Linked DNA regions of Rattus norvegicus: region 1 is linked to region 2. The links are chromatin contacts, called in public Hi-C maps. All regions are on one chromosome and are shown on one strand. The core of a region is the stretch at or near the end of the contact, and the rest is flanking DNA. Distances in the headings are between cores, read along the strand shown. Region 1 overlaps Sema5a (semaphorin 5A). Region 2 holds the start of Sema5a (semaphorin 5A).

Region 1 (7,060 bases), core at 3,086-5,585, 360 kb before region 2:
ACCTATCCTTTTCACCAGAACCTGCTGGGATTTGCTGCCTCTGGGACAGGCTAACTGAAATAACTCAGTAACCTCTCTCCAGCAGGCTCACTTTATGTGTGCACAAAAGCCCAGCACACAGGTGTCCTTGGTACCTGAGTATTCAAGTAACCAGATTAGATTTTCACTTCAAACACGGAGAGAAACTGGACCAGAATGAGGCTCTCCATTCTGGAACGTTAGGTCAAAATTGGAGGATGTCAGAAAAATATGTGGGTTAACTTAACGGAGAGGAACTCCACGGATAAAGTAAGCTAGATCCCAAAGTGTAACTGGCCCCAATGGAGTGGCAGGAAGTTTGCGGGTGCTGATGTAGGAACACAGCTTGAACCTACCTTTCCTCCCTGTTCTGGCCCACGCACACACGCCCTCCATGCCTGGGCGTAGGGTTGCTGCAGGAGCGCTGCCGCACCTGGAAGCCAATGCCACAAGTGGTGCTGCAGGGAGACCAGGAGGTCCAGGGAGTCCAGCCTCCATTCCTGTAGGAGAGGAAGTGATTCAATACTTCAGTTGAGCCAGCTCACTCAAGCCCCATCTGCATCTTTTGCCAATGTCTTTGTACCAGGGGAGAACCATTTGCTTCTGTGGCCTCCAGAAGGAGGGAACTGTCTTTGAACAGAGCACACTGGTAATCTTTGTGGCTGTGAGTTCCCTTACAACTGGCATTTGATGCAAAAGCTCAAACCATTCCAAATATATCTACTATGTTTGAAATAGTTAAGGAACTTTAGTTATTAAATCTTCAACCTATTAGAATGGTATTTTACTGCACAGTATTAGAAGTGAATCCTTAACCTATAAAATTTCCAATTTTACTTGACTTCTGACACATCTGTTATAACACAGGGACAGTGCTCCTGAAATAGAAGAAACACTGAAAGTCACGTACAGCACATTCTATTAAATCTAAAAGCAGTGTGCATGCACAGCCCTACAGAAAGCGTTTGTGTTGAGAACAAGTGGAATTTTCTTCAGCTATTTCAAGCCAATTTTGTTAAAAAATGAAGGGAGAATATTTAATTCAGGATCACACAAAGCCATATGTCATCATGCTATTGTACATATAGAATGATATAGCATATTTAGGAATAAAAGAAAAATAAGATGAATCTATTTCATCCAAGTCATTCAGAAAATACACTGCTATTCACACATTTTTTTCAGTAGAGTAATTTTTTTCATAAAGTGACTATGTATTCAGTCTTTGTAATTTAAATCTCCCTTAGAAGTTTTTCTGGGCTATTAAAAATAAGCTGTGGGTATTTTATTATTTGGGGCATTAGAACACTTATTGTAGGGCTTGGTCCAAGCTCCTATGTGTATTGTGTGTGGGACTTCTTTTTCTTCTTCTTTTTTTTCTTTTTCTTTTTTTAAAGATTGATTCATGTTTTTTATGTTTGTCTGCCTATACATCTCCATACCAGAAGAGGGCATCAGATCCTTTGGGACTAGAGTTACAGACATCTGTGAACCATCTACAGTGCTGTGGGTGCTGGGAATTGAATCCAGGATCTCTGGAAGAGCAGCCAGGGCTCTTAAACTCTAGACCTTCTCTTTGTATAGGCATCCCCATAGGCATTGTGCATCCTCAGTTACTCTATTTTTATGAGCTTGGGACAAGATCAGTTCATACTAGCCTTTATTTTCCCCTTAAACATTCCTTTAAGAATACAGAAGTATGTAATGGTAATTCTAAAGATATCAGTTTAAATATATAAGTTGATACAATTAACAATAATGTAGTTAAGATGAAGCTTTCTGAGAAGTTTTAAAAATATTTTGTAGTTTACCAGCTGAAACCTAACACTAACAGATTCTTGATAATTTTATCAAACCAAGACCACCTCCAACATCACTCATAAAAATAACAAGTCATGTTTTTAATACCCTTCTATCCACAGCCTTACACATCTTCAAAATAATTCATGGGGTTATTCAAACTTTACAACATATTTTAATATTCTTTTAAAACTCTTAATTTCTTAAGCTTTTGAAAATATACGACTTTATGACATATTCTATTTATAATATGAAGAACATGTTACCTGTGCAGTAATGGGTAACTAAAAGTCTCTAAATCCAGCAGGACTGTAGGAAATCAGAAAATAAATGAAGCAAGCTTATCAGTAACTATTTATTGTATGGACTTGGTTGTTGAGAGGTAGAGTAGGGGATAATCACAGAGTCTCATGGAGTAATCCCAGGGAGCATGGGAGATTTTGATAGGTGGTCATGTGCTTATATTTTTACAGCATCCCTGAAACAGTCTGGTTTACTTATGATTTTAACCTGAAATAAGCTGGCCAAGCTTGTTTAGAGGGCGAGTTTCTGGAACAAAAGCTGAAGCCCGAGTGATGAACAAGTGTAGTCCAGCACTCCAGTCTTTTGGTAATGAAATAGCTCATTGTCATCTTCAAAGTAAATCCAGTAACTTATGTCGTGTTTTCTGTTTTATTACATAGCCTTATCTTTGTGGCCCTCCTTGGCTTCTGTAAACTTTATGTAGTGATAGAACCCACCTTGAAGCTGCTATACATAGAAACTCATTGTGAAAACTGCTGGTGAGGACAAGGTTTTCCTTTTTTCTCTTCACATCTTTCTCACTCACCCTTCCTGTCCTGGGCTCTCGAACAATTCAATTACCCAATCTGATCTTCAGTCAGTTGCTTCGTAGACAGTTTCCCTCACTGCTTCTACATCCTAGGCTCATGAAAACCAGCTACGATTTTAAGAAATGACTTGTTTGTAATCAAGTGAAGAAGGGACTTGCAAATTCACCTCAGAAGCTCTTCAGGTGCTATGCTCTACAGGGGAGGCTGGCAGGACAAGTGAGTGTAGTTAGAAAAGAACATGAAGCAACTCAGATGACCCCAGTGGATCACAGCATCTGGACTGCCCTAGTTTCTAACAGTCTGAGGTCAGAGAGCTGGGGTATGCTGAGTTCTGATCTATCACGGCATAGAGAGAAAGATTCATTCCAGCTATTGCTTCATGCTCTACAAGTGGGGATCACCTGTCACATATTTCAGGAAGAGGTTAAGTAATGGATATTTCCATCAAAGAAGACAATTATCTCAAGTAAATTCATAATATTTTCCTATCCAATGATGAGCTTATAAACAGTTAAAATTCACAACTTAACCTACGGGTTGAAAATTTCCCCACAAATGATGTAATCGCTAAGTGATGGGCATTCCCCTTTTTTTGGCCACCTTCATCTACTAAAGCATGGGCTGTGTTAAAAATGACTGCCCAGATACCTCCACAATCTGAGATAAAATGAGACGGTGCATTTGAATGATCTGAGGCACATACCTGGAACAGTTGGTGATCTCCATTCTAGGGCCCTCACACTGCCAGCCGCCACACTGTGGAGCTGGGCTGTCACAGGATCGGGACCGGCAGAGGCAGGATCCCACAGCAGTGCCATCAGTGTGAGTACAGGGTGTCCATGGAGACCACGGGCCAAAGCTCCCATCTACGGTGAGATTTCTGGTCTGGAAAGCAAATGCAAGCATTGGTGTCAGAAAAGGTAAAGCAGAAACACAAGACACAAAACCAAAAAGGTCTCTCAAGTGGCAAGCACAACTATTTTAAAATTTAAAAAAAAAATTAAAGTTGGCAGTGTGTATGGGAAGATTTCAAAGTTATACAGCACGGGTCAATTCTAGAGATAAAGAGAAAAGAGGGAGTGGGGATGAAAAGAAGCAAAAGGAGGAAGGAATAAGGAGCAGAGGGAGAGGAAGAGCAAGAGGGCAGAAGAAGAGGAAGGGGAAGAGTAAAGGTTCGCGACTCAGGAATGAGGTTTTGGTAGAACTACCCATTTGAATATGGGTAACCCAAGGAACAAGAAAAATCCACAGATATACACATTGATGCATGGCTTTATACACCTTCAAACAACTAAAGCTCATGAAAGATTAATCCAGGCTGGGCTCACATGTTACCTCCAAGTGACAATGTTTGATGCCAAAGCACATCTCAGTGTCCCCATGAGCAATGAGATCACTGCAGTGATCTTGCCAAAGCTATAGTGTAAGCACCACTCAGAGGTTTGTATGCTGGCCAGGAAGTGCTTGGCACCTGCTTATGACTCTATGTAATAGCTACTAAGTGCATTGCGCAGGGCTGCTGCTGAGGATGGGTAGGATGCTGCTTGTGGGGTTCTTGTGCTGAGTTGTACAGAAAGGGAAGGAACCTGTAAAGCAGCTGGATGGGGTGCTTGATGCCACAGACAGCTTGGGTGATGACAGAGGAATAAATGTGTGGGAGGGTCACATGGCTGGGCTGTTCCCTGTCAGTGAGAGCCACTGACAGATGCTTTATTGTCATTGGGTTTGGAAGAAGGAAAGCAAGGCAGGGACACCAAGAGAGACCTGAGGGCAGAGCTCAGAGACTCCTGCAGGTCACTGTAGGCAGAATGCTTTGTTATGGGTTTGAGTGTGGTTGGGACATCAGTTCTTGAACACTGAAGAGTGAGCAGCTTTCTGACACATGTAATAGAAAATGTATGGAAAAGAGATACTCCTGGGTTCAAAGGTTAATTTCCCTGTCAAGGCCTCCTTTCAAAAGGGACCAGAGAGGACCAAAGTCCCAGCCTCTTCATTTTAATTCAAAGGCAGGTGAGTCTTAGGCAGTGCAAGGAAGACTTGATGAGAACTGTATTTTCTTTCCTCATTCTCTGGCTCCCGACTGTCTCTTCAGCCAGCCAGCATGTGAAAGGCACCAGCCACAGAAGCACCAGTAGTTTTGGTCCATGATTTCTTTAAGTACAATGGGAAATGTTTACACATTAATGTGGTTTTCTCTACCATCCATGGTGCAGATATGGCTCTACAGTGTGATTCCCTATTCCTTCTCTTTCCCTGTCAACATTTATTTCCTCAGGTGGATGGAACTGAACCCTCCTACCAATCACTCTTATTTCTATATAAACTGTACCCACAAGGAGGATCTTGGCCTGCCCTATCTGAAAGTAAGCAAGAACACAAGTGGACAAGCAAAGGAACATTTCCCAAGAGGAAGCTTTCTTGTCTCCCAAGGTCCCCATAAATGACACTTCTGGCCACAGCTTCTGCTCAGACCCTAGGTTCCCTGGAATCCATATGCTTCTAAGGAGTAACACACCTTGCACCACAAGATAATACAAGCTTCTGAGTTGACAGACTGTCTGGTTAAATCAGTAAAGTTCCTACTTTGGATATTTTTCACATTGATGCTCCAATCTCCTTTGTGCATCTACCCATTACTTAACTAGGTCTATGTTAATAATCATACCCAGACCCTTGCCTGCGACATAAACAGTGTTACCTTTGTTTTCAATGTAAAAAGCCCATGTCTTTTGTTCAGAGAATTAAGCATGGGGAATCATAACTTATCCATGTACACAGCCCATACTATCCTGAGCACCATTGCTGCTCTCTATAGAAGGTGTTGACTGTTTGAGACAGGGAGGAGCTGCTCTGAAAACCTGTAGAGTCAGTTCTCCACCTCTGTGCCCCAGGGTTCTGACCAGGGATAAGACTCTCACTGACTCTTCTGCATGACTACCTAGGGTGGGAAATCCATCAAGGGAAATGAGAAATGATAAGAAATATCAACCTATGAGCTGTGCTGGGGGCTATAGGAAATGGTACACCTGCGCTTGGCAAGCAGACAGCCCAAGGCTGCCCTGAGTAACAGACACATCATCAGGTAGGATGTTGCTTCCATTCTGGTTTCACAGATGAGAGATACACACTTCTGTAATGGCATTCTTGTGAGTGTCCCAAAGCAGATTAGATATGGACGGCAAGAAACTGCTCAAGTGTCCACAGACCTCACCAGAGGCATTTTTCTGGAAAGAGGAATATGGGACAAAAACTCTTACTATAGATGAGAAGATGAAGATGGGTATTTTCACATTGGAAGTACTGTATAATTTTAAAAATCAAGGGCATGTTTATACCATTGGCTGGCATTGTTCAGGAATGAAACAGACAGCTGACTGAGCTTTTAGTGAGCAGATAAACTAGCAAAGAAAGGACTATAGAGCTCAGAGCTGCATGTTGCCTGGTGGTAGTGGTGGTGGTACAGCTGCTCTGTGCATGACAGATTGGTGCTAGGCCCTCCTAGGCAGACCAGCCACATATGAAAACAATGTGTCACAGCTCTTCAAATCTGATGCAGAAATCTAAATTGGGAAAATGTGTAAGTCAAGATAAGTTAAAGAACTTCAGACACTAATGTACAGAGAATTGACATTCCGGCTGTTTAACAAATTACCTCAATGATAACGTTTTACATAAAATGACTCTTGCTGTGGACCGACCAATTTTTCTGTTTATTAGACTCAAACTAGTTCTGTTGTTAGAGAAGGAAGTAGAGGCCTCTAGAGCATTACTTCTAGTTTAGGAAAAAGCAAGCCTACAAAAACTACAGAAAGTAATGTAACTATGGTAGGTGGGACATCACACTGAAGAATACATGTGTGAGTTTGGCATGGTCCTGTCAGGAGGCAAAATGGCGGTTTGTAGGGTTTATGCATGGAGTCTATGAGACAGGAGAACATTAGGAAAAGATCTGGAGATGCTGTGGAACCCAGGAGCCATCTGTGCAAGGAGCTTCAGCCATCCTAAGTTGGCAGGTGGGAAAGTTGGTAGGACTGCTGGAGCCTGATGAGAGTCAGAGCCAGACAGTCACTGCCGTGTATAGCCTGAGTCCCCTCATCATGGAGCCCTGGCAGAAACGTAGTCTTTAACTGAAGGAGGGCAAGGGAAAATACACCTCAGACTCTCTCAGGTATGTCATGACATACCAAGACAGTCATCAGCTGAATCCAGGACAGGTGGGAGGGGCAGACTGAACTGACCTGACCAAGGACAGACAGCCTTGGTAAGTGGAGTGGTGGGGAAACTGAGTTCCTGGATACGATGTGCCACTTGTATACATCCAGTTTCTCAGAGAAGGAGGAAAGGATAGTGTAGGGTAAGGACAATTTATTTTTTCTAAAGGTTTCTGGGCCCTCTAAATACTAATAAGA
Region 2 (6,916 bases), core at 3,909-6,408:
TGGTTTTTGGTCTGTCCCTCTGTTTTTACAGAAAGAGATTTTTCCCTGTATGGAACTGTGCTCGGATAGAGCCTGTGCGACACACCTCTCCTACGATGCAACAAAAGTTTTAGTGAATCACTGGCTATTGGTCGAATGCAGGCAAGGCAGAAGAAAATGCTGTGCAGAAATATCCTCATTGTCTCTGACTGTTTTTCTTTCCACGGGTGAACGACACATCATTGCCAGACACTGAGTGAATGTGAACTAAATGAGTTTGGGACTCCACCGCCTGTGACCAAGTTGTCCTTGTACAACTCTGGCTGTCACCTGCATACAACTTTTTTTTTCTAATCTTACATCTCAGCAAATACAGTATTATTTCTCCAATAGTGCCAGCTGCTGATAGTATCACTTGGCTGGTTATTTATCATATATATCTGTAATTGAATTACCCAGTGCAGTAATGGGATTTACTCTCAAAATGTACATAAAAATGTAACGTAAAGTAAAACTGTTCCGCTGTAGGCTTCCTCGTCCCTCAGCTTGAACTCCAGGTCAGCCAATTCCGCAGAAATGCAGAGACAAAACGGAAAGGAATGAAAAGACTGGGAGATAAAAACCAGGTGGGCTTACAGCCAAATATAAAGGAAACTCGTTCTTAACAAAGGTGTTTTCTTTTGAAATAGTTTCTTATTCATTGTTAATCAGAAAGCCAATCCCAAAACACACAAAGAAAGAGCGGTGACTGAGTGAGTGACTCTCCCGTGTTCAATGCTGAGCATGTTTGAAAACATTGGAGAACTCGGGAATGGGAATAAAGCGCACACATCTTTGCTCTTATCAAACAACCATAAATTTTGGACCAAGGAAGAAGAAAAGAGAATATGACAACCATACTTTGGGCAGTGTTCCAATGACTGCTTGAGTTCCCTGAAGCATTGACCCTAGATATCAGTGCGCTAAAATAAATTACTCAGGACTCAATATCTTCTCTTGGATCAAGCTTTTGGTTTGTTGTGCTCCAGCTTGTTTAAACTGTGAACCAAAGAGCATTTTGGACAGACTTACCGAGAGCACACACTTTGAATGTATCCTAAGATTAGTTTTCTTTCCTCTCTTTTCTTACTATGAAAAACAGATTTTGTGTACTTGGATCACCAGTACCCTAAAGTAGGATGATAAAGTTGGTAAAGCACTTGCGACCAAACCTAATGACCCAAATTTGGCTCTCAAATACATGTTGGAAGGACAGACACACACGCTACCATGTGACCCTCACAGGGGCATTGGGTCATGTACAACACACACACACACACACACACACACACACACACACACACACACACACACACATGCAATTTATGTAAATACCTAAAAATAAACCTATTTATAAGTATACCAGCTCCATCTTCAAACTGTTACCCAAAGAGCTGGTGTTCATTCCTTATACCTTTCTCCATGATGCTCTTATTCTAATTTACGGGAACTACAAACAGCAGAGCACACTATCTATGTCAGATTATGGCTTCAGTGTAGTAGAGGTTTTTTTTAAAAAAAATAGTAATTTTCAACTAGTCGTTTACATCTTAATTTAGAAAGTTGTCAAGGAGCATCTTTGAATATCTCCATATACACATGCTCATCTGGGGATGATGCAAAGTTAACTTTGCAGAATATAAACACAGATCTGCATGCAAGTGAGGGTGGGCAGAAAGGTAGAGGCTGCTTTGTTGCATACTTCATTGTAATTCAATTTGTTAGACACTGTAATTTATGTTTCAAGCATTATTGAACATTAAACACAAAAATCTGTCACCTTGGTATTATAATTATATCCTAAGCAATTTGTCTGGGTAACTATAGCAACAATTTCAGATACATTTTATAATACTAATTTGGTATAATTTTAGATTCAAGAATTATAGTGAATTTATAGGGAGAAATGGTTTTCTCCAATGGTTGTACAATTCTACATTTTAAAAAAATTAGTTACTTGGCTAGGATTTAATGCGAAAGAATGGATTTGTTCTGTACTGCACATGGCATAATCTGAAACACAAGCCTCTTCTTTAGGGTGAGGTTCTGATTTGCAAACACTGGAGTCCATGTTCACTCTTTTATCCAACAGAATGTCTGATGTCCTTGGCTGGACTCTTAGCAAAGCCTTGCCCATTCCTCCTCCACCTTCCTGTATTTTGTCATTGGAAACCCTCTGATTCAGTGATTTTATGAAAAAAAAGGACATTTATCATTTTATTAATGATAAAAATCATTATCCAGTTAATTGGAACTATGCAATGGTTCAGCTAGGTAGCTCTCTCCGGCATGAACAGTAGTTGATATGGCCCCCAAGAAACTGACATCTATTTTGAGCAAGAAGCATACAACACAGAGAAATGCTTGTTGGTATTAACAACTATCCCCTAGCAAGAGGCTAAAATGAGGACAGAGAAGGTTTTCCTGTGAGAAGCCAGTAGCTACAAGGTCTTCCAGTGGTCCAAGAAACCTAGGTTCGTGGGTAAACTTGCAGGAACATATTGTATTGTTGCCAACTAATTTTATTCTGTGCTTTTCCATTTCTCTCTTTCATTCTCTGCAGACATGACTAGGATGTCACTTGAGATAGACACATGGAGGGATAAATACCAGCTTATTTTCAGCAAATTCGGAACACCTTAAATACTTCCTCTGGTCAAAGACAGGCTTCCCTACCCACAAGACCAAAGTCTTTGCTCTCAGCAGGGATCCTGCAGCTGCTGGCCATTAAGACAACCAAATGAGTTAGCAGCGTCTTAAATAACATGATGAGCATCATTCATTCCCCACGTGAGGAAAAGTATGTATTGACTACAGACACAAAAGTGGATACCACCTCACAGTTGAATGGGCACACACTCTGACTACAGGCAGCATCTTGGGTGAGCCACAGTCTCAAACGTTTTTTACAATAAACAAACTCATGGCAAAGGAAGTCTATGCTCCAAACAACTACATTTAGAACTGCTTTTTCATGTAAATCAAGCAGGCAGAAGAAATGTGAGTGGGCAGAAAGAAACGCACACTTCTCTTGGAGTAAACACAGAAAAGAAAAGTTGTTTCAATGATCTACAACAGAAGGTGTCTGCTTAGAACCTGAAGTGGAACTGTGAACTTTTTACTCCAAGGGAGGAGCTTCTCCCTTGCGCAAAACATGAAACTCGACATTAATCAGCGATTAATTCAACGACCCTAATTGGGTATTAAAAACTTTTCCTATTAAGGGCTAGTTTTGTCTTTCTGTGTCTTCTTATAAAGGACGAATTCTGTAATTAATAACAATCTGCTCTTCAAAAGCAGGGCTCTTCCTGATAAGCCTGGACACACAGCTATTTTTAAAAATATAAATAAACTGCAATAATTTTAACACCCAGTGTTTTAGCCAATGTGCTCCTCAGGAACAGGACCTCCTCTCTCTATTATACATAACTCTTATACCTTCGCGCAGTTTCAGTTGCCTTCTTGTTAAGTCCAATTGTCAAAGGAGAAAGATGTGTACCTTGAGGAGTTTGTAGAAATTTGTTTTAGGAAGAGACCTTTCCAGATAGTCAGCTTCCATCCAACTTTTCCGTCGCTTAACCAGACTAAAAGCTCTCCAGGGTAAAGAGAATACTTCTCTCAACTCTTTTCCCTTTGAGGTGAAATCACAGCAATATCTATGTTTTAACTGCTGCCTAGGACCCCTGACCCACTTGCCCAGGACAAAAACACCAACAGGCTCTGTGGCATCCTCTCCGAAAGCTCGCTCTTGGCGCCCCCTGCCGGGGATCTCCGAGATGCCGCAGGCGCCGGAAAGTTAAAATCCAACTCCAGGCAACCGCATCCAGGTACAAACAACAAAAAAAGAGGTGAAAGAGCTTCCCGCCAAAGCCCGGGGCCCGGGGTGAGGGGACCAGGGCCGGGGCCGGGACCTAACTGCGCTGGGCCCAGTACCAGGGACGATCGCCGGGGATCACTCCTCGCCAACAGTTCCTTGGAACATCCTGAGCACGGATCTTCGCCTGGCCTCAGACCGTGAGCCCCGGTATGCAACGCATGCGGCGGGGCTGCTAGCAGACAGGGGATCCGTGAGTGAAGCTTACCCTACTGATGAGTTCCCAAGCTTCGCCACCTCTGCCTTAGCTTTCCTCAGCAAAATACCCTGGCGAAGTTGAGCCCTAGTCCCACTACCCTCAGATTCTCACGAGCATCGCAAATCCCTGTACAGAGAACAGGAACACGTCCCCTAGTCCACCGGGCAGGAAGGTAGGCGATTCTAACCACCAAACCCGGTTCCAGATCCCACCAAGTGAGCCTGGCCTCGCGCAAAGTACGAGCACAGATCTCCAGGCGTACCTGAAGTGTGCTGGCCGAGGTGCAGGCTTGCCCACTGGCTGGTTGCACACCGGGACCTTCCCAATCCGCGCTCGGATCCAGGGAAAGGCTAGGACACAAACTTCCAGCCGGTGCACTATCTCCACTGCGACCGCCCCCGCTTTGAGCGTAGTCCTATTCCTGCACGCGCCTCTGCCAGGTTGTCCCCACCCAGGTGTCTGCAGAGTGACCCTATCTGAAACCTACACCAACCACAGATGGACCAACGCTGCCCCGGGTCCACACGCACAAGGTCTCAGCTATGAAACCCAGGGACTCTGCGGGGGAGCGAGCTCACCAGATGCGGGGCGCGTTCCTCCTACTAGTCATCCAGCGCCCCGGGGCCCGGAGCTGCTCCCAGGGTCCTCTTCAGTGCGCCAGGAGGAAAGTCGAGGCAGCAACAACCACTACACCCGGCCACTTCTCCAGAGCTATCCTCCACTCGCAGCGCGCCAGGCTGGGGACCAGCTCGCCTGCTGGAGTCTCCAGTTGTGCAGCTGAGTGAACAGGCTCGCGCCGAGAGAGGGCAACCGGTGAGATGGCAAAGTTGGGTACCCTCTGTTTAGGTCCGCGCGTGCGAACCAGAACACCCCAAAGAAGGATTGCACGTGCCGGGACCTCCCCGCAGTGGGAAGGTGGGATACAGATGCCGCCGCAAGGCTGGGGCCACCTCCAGCCAAAGGCTGAGGAGCCCACCCGCGGCGGGAGCGCAGCGCGCGCGGGATTGGGCACAACGTGAGCAGCCGCTGCCGACGCCGCCTTCCTAGCGAGTAGACCAGAGCTGGGTGAGCCGGCCCAGAGCTCGGGGCGGGGAACACAGGGCCGCCTCGCCCCGCCCCCGCCCCGCCCCCTCCGCCCCACCTCCCCTACTCCGTCCCTCCCGCGTGCAAACTAGGCGCCCCACCCGCTCCTGACCTTCCTAGCCCCTCCTCTGGCTCCGCCTCTTCCCGAGATGGGACCCCCAAACACACCCCCGGGGGCTCTCTCCACACCCCAAGAGTCCTATCTGTGCCTCCCGAGTGCAAGTTCACCCAAGTGGTGAGTTTTTACGGACTCCCTTCCTCGCTTGAAAGAGACCTTCTTTGGCTACCCGCCCCCTGTCCGGTGGCTCCGACGTGGCTACTTTGCAGGATGGGCTGTATAAAGGGCTAGAGGCAGATCTACCCAAACCAGAGACGTGGCGTCTGCTAGACCGGCCTAGGCTCCAGGTATGTGCTTGCCCCTCGGCGGACCGCGGGTGGGAAGAAGGTGGGAGTTTAAGATTCAGTTCTTCTGTGTCATCTTAAGAAGACTGGGGTGAGTGTTGGGGGTGGTGAGGGGGTCGCCGCGGATTCTTACAGGCGAGTTGGGCCTAGAAAGGCGCTCAGCTAGTTCTTGAAAAGAATAGATCAGACAAATGAATAAATCTGCCATTCAAGGAAACAGAGTAGGAGGTTCCCAGGTAGCCCTAATGGGCATTAGAAGAGGGTTCTCTCATGGACAGACCCAGCTAGGCTAATTGGCACCTCTGCAAGTACCTTGGGACTTTACTGAGTGAGCATCTGGACAAGAAGTTTATCTTGGAACGCAAAGTAAATGCCTTGGAAAGGCAGTTTTATTGACACGTTGTTCAGTTCTCCTTCTAAGGAAGTGATCAACTCACCAAGTTCTAAACAACATACAGGGTTGCTAAGAGGGAGAGTTACAGGATAAAGAAAGACAGAAAAGGTGGGTCCCTGCCCCTATAGCCATGCGGGATCCCCTTCCCTCCATGTTTTTCCCTCATGTCGGGCCTTGTTGGTGGCTTCGGGATACTTTTGCACAAGGAACTTCATCAATGACCCTCTTAGCTGCAGGACCTAAAGATGTCTCTGTTTGTCACATTCACATCCTGGTATTGGCAGCTTGCAAATGCGCTCAGGTCAGGGACAGGGGAGCTGGTGACAGTTCAGGGCATCTTTGAATGTTCTATAGTGCTAAACAGAGACCAGATAATAACTGGAATGTATCACAGCTCTTCCAGGACCATAGATTCAAAAGGAGGTGGATAGAAGCTCAAATTGCCACGATCTTGTTGTGTCTGTCACCTTTCAAATGAAAGAATTAAGTGAAACCATGTCAACCTGTGAGGGTGCTGTGTCTAGAAGTGTGGAGCGTGGTAGGTAAGGCTCCAACCCAGATGCCTTCCTTGGGAAGCATCTACTACGGTTGTTTGGCTGGCTTCCAGGTCTGGGGTGGCAGCTTCTGGCTTCCAAATCTTGAAGGGAAACCGTAATAGGCTTCCTGTGCTTCTCCTGCTGCTTCAGAAGTGGGTGGGAACTGGCGCCATTCCCAACATTCCCCTTCTCTTGCCTACGTGGCACAGCAGCCTGAGAGGCTCTTGGGAGAAGGAGGCCTTCTAGGGGCTGGCAGTGGAAGACCTCAGCCTTACACTTGAACTCTTTTGCCTTAAGGTGGATAGCTGGAGCCTGATGGGGTGAAGAAAGGCAAATTAAGACTCAAATTTACTTAACTAATTCTTGACCTTTTCCCTCAATGTCAACTGATAAAAACAATTAACACATCA

The links. A called contact is a pair of places that touch in the nucleus more often than the background predicts.
Region 1: a Hi-C map of mammary epithelial cells shows a contact between it and region 2, with 1.9 times the contacts expected there. The contact joins the enhancer-like site here to the promoter of Sema5a in region 2. A contact is called at or near these places in 2 of 12 Hi-C or Micro-C datasets (frontal cortex and mammary epithelial cells).

What each region holds. Positions count from the first base shown.
Region 1 is chr2:85,380,431-85,387,490 of GRCr8, reverse strand. It overlaps Sema5a (semaphorin 5A), which reads right to left. Exons shown (of 23, transcript NM_001107659.2): 14 at 3,355-3,536; 15 at 375-518. Among named protein-coding and RNA genes, the nearest start is that of Sema5a, 360 kb to the right of the region's middle. Within about 2 kb of position 4,335, at least 14 of the 93 cell types and tissues checked have an H3K27ac peak or open chromatin away from gene starts, as enhancers often do.
Region 2 is chr2:85,018,966-85,025,881 of GRCr8, reverse strand. It overlaps Sema5a (semaphorin 5A), which reads right to left and starts at 5,158. Exons shown (of 23, transcript NM_001107659.2): 1 at 4,670-5,158. LOC134485782 reads left to right here. Exons shown (of 5, transcript XM_063282796.1): 2 at 3,697-3,845; 3 at 3,907-4,085; 4 at 4,180-5,579. The coding sequence ends at 4,872. LOC100909539 (a long non-coding RNA gene) reads left to right here and starts at 5,313. Exons shown (of 2, transcript NR_110701.1): 1 at 5,313-5,579.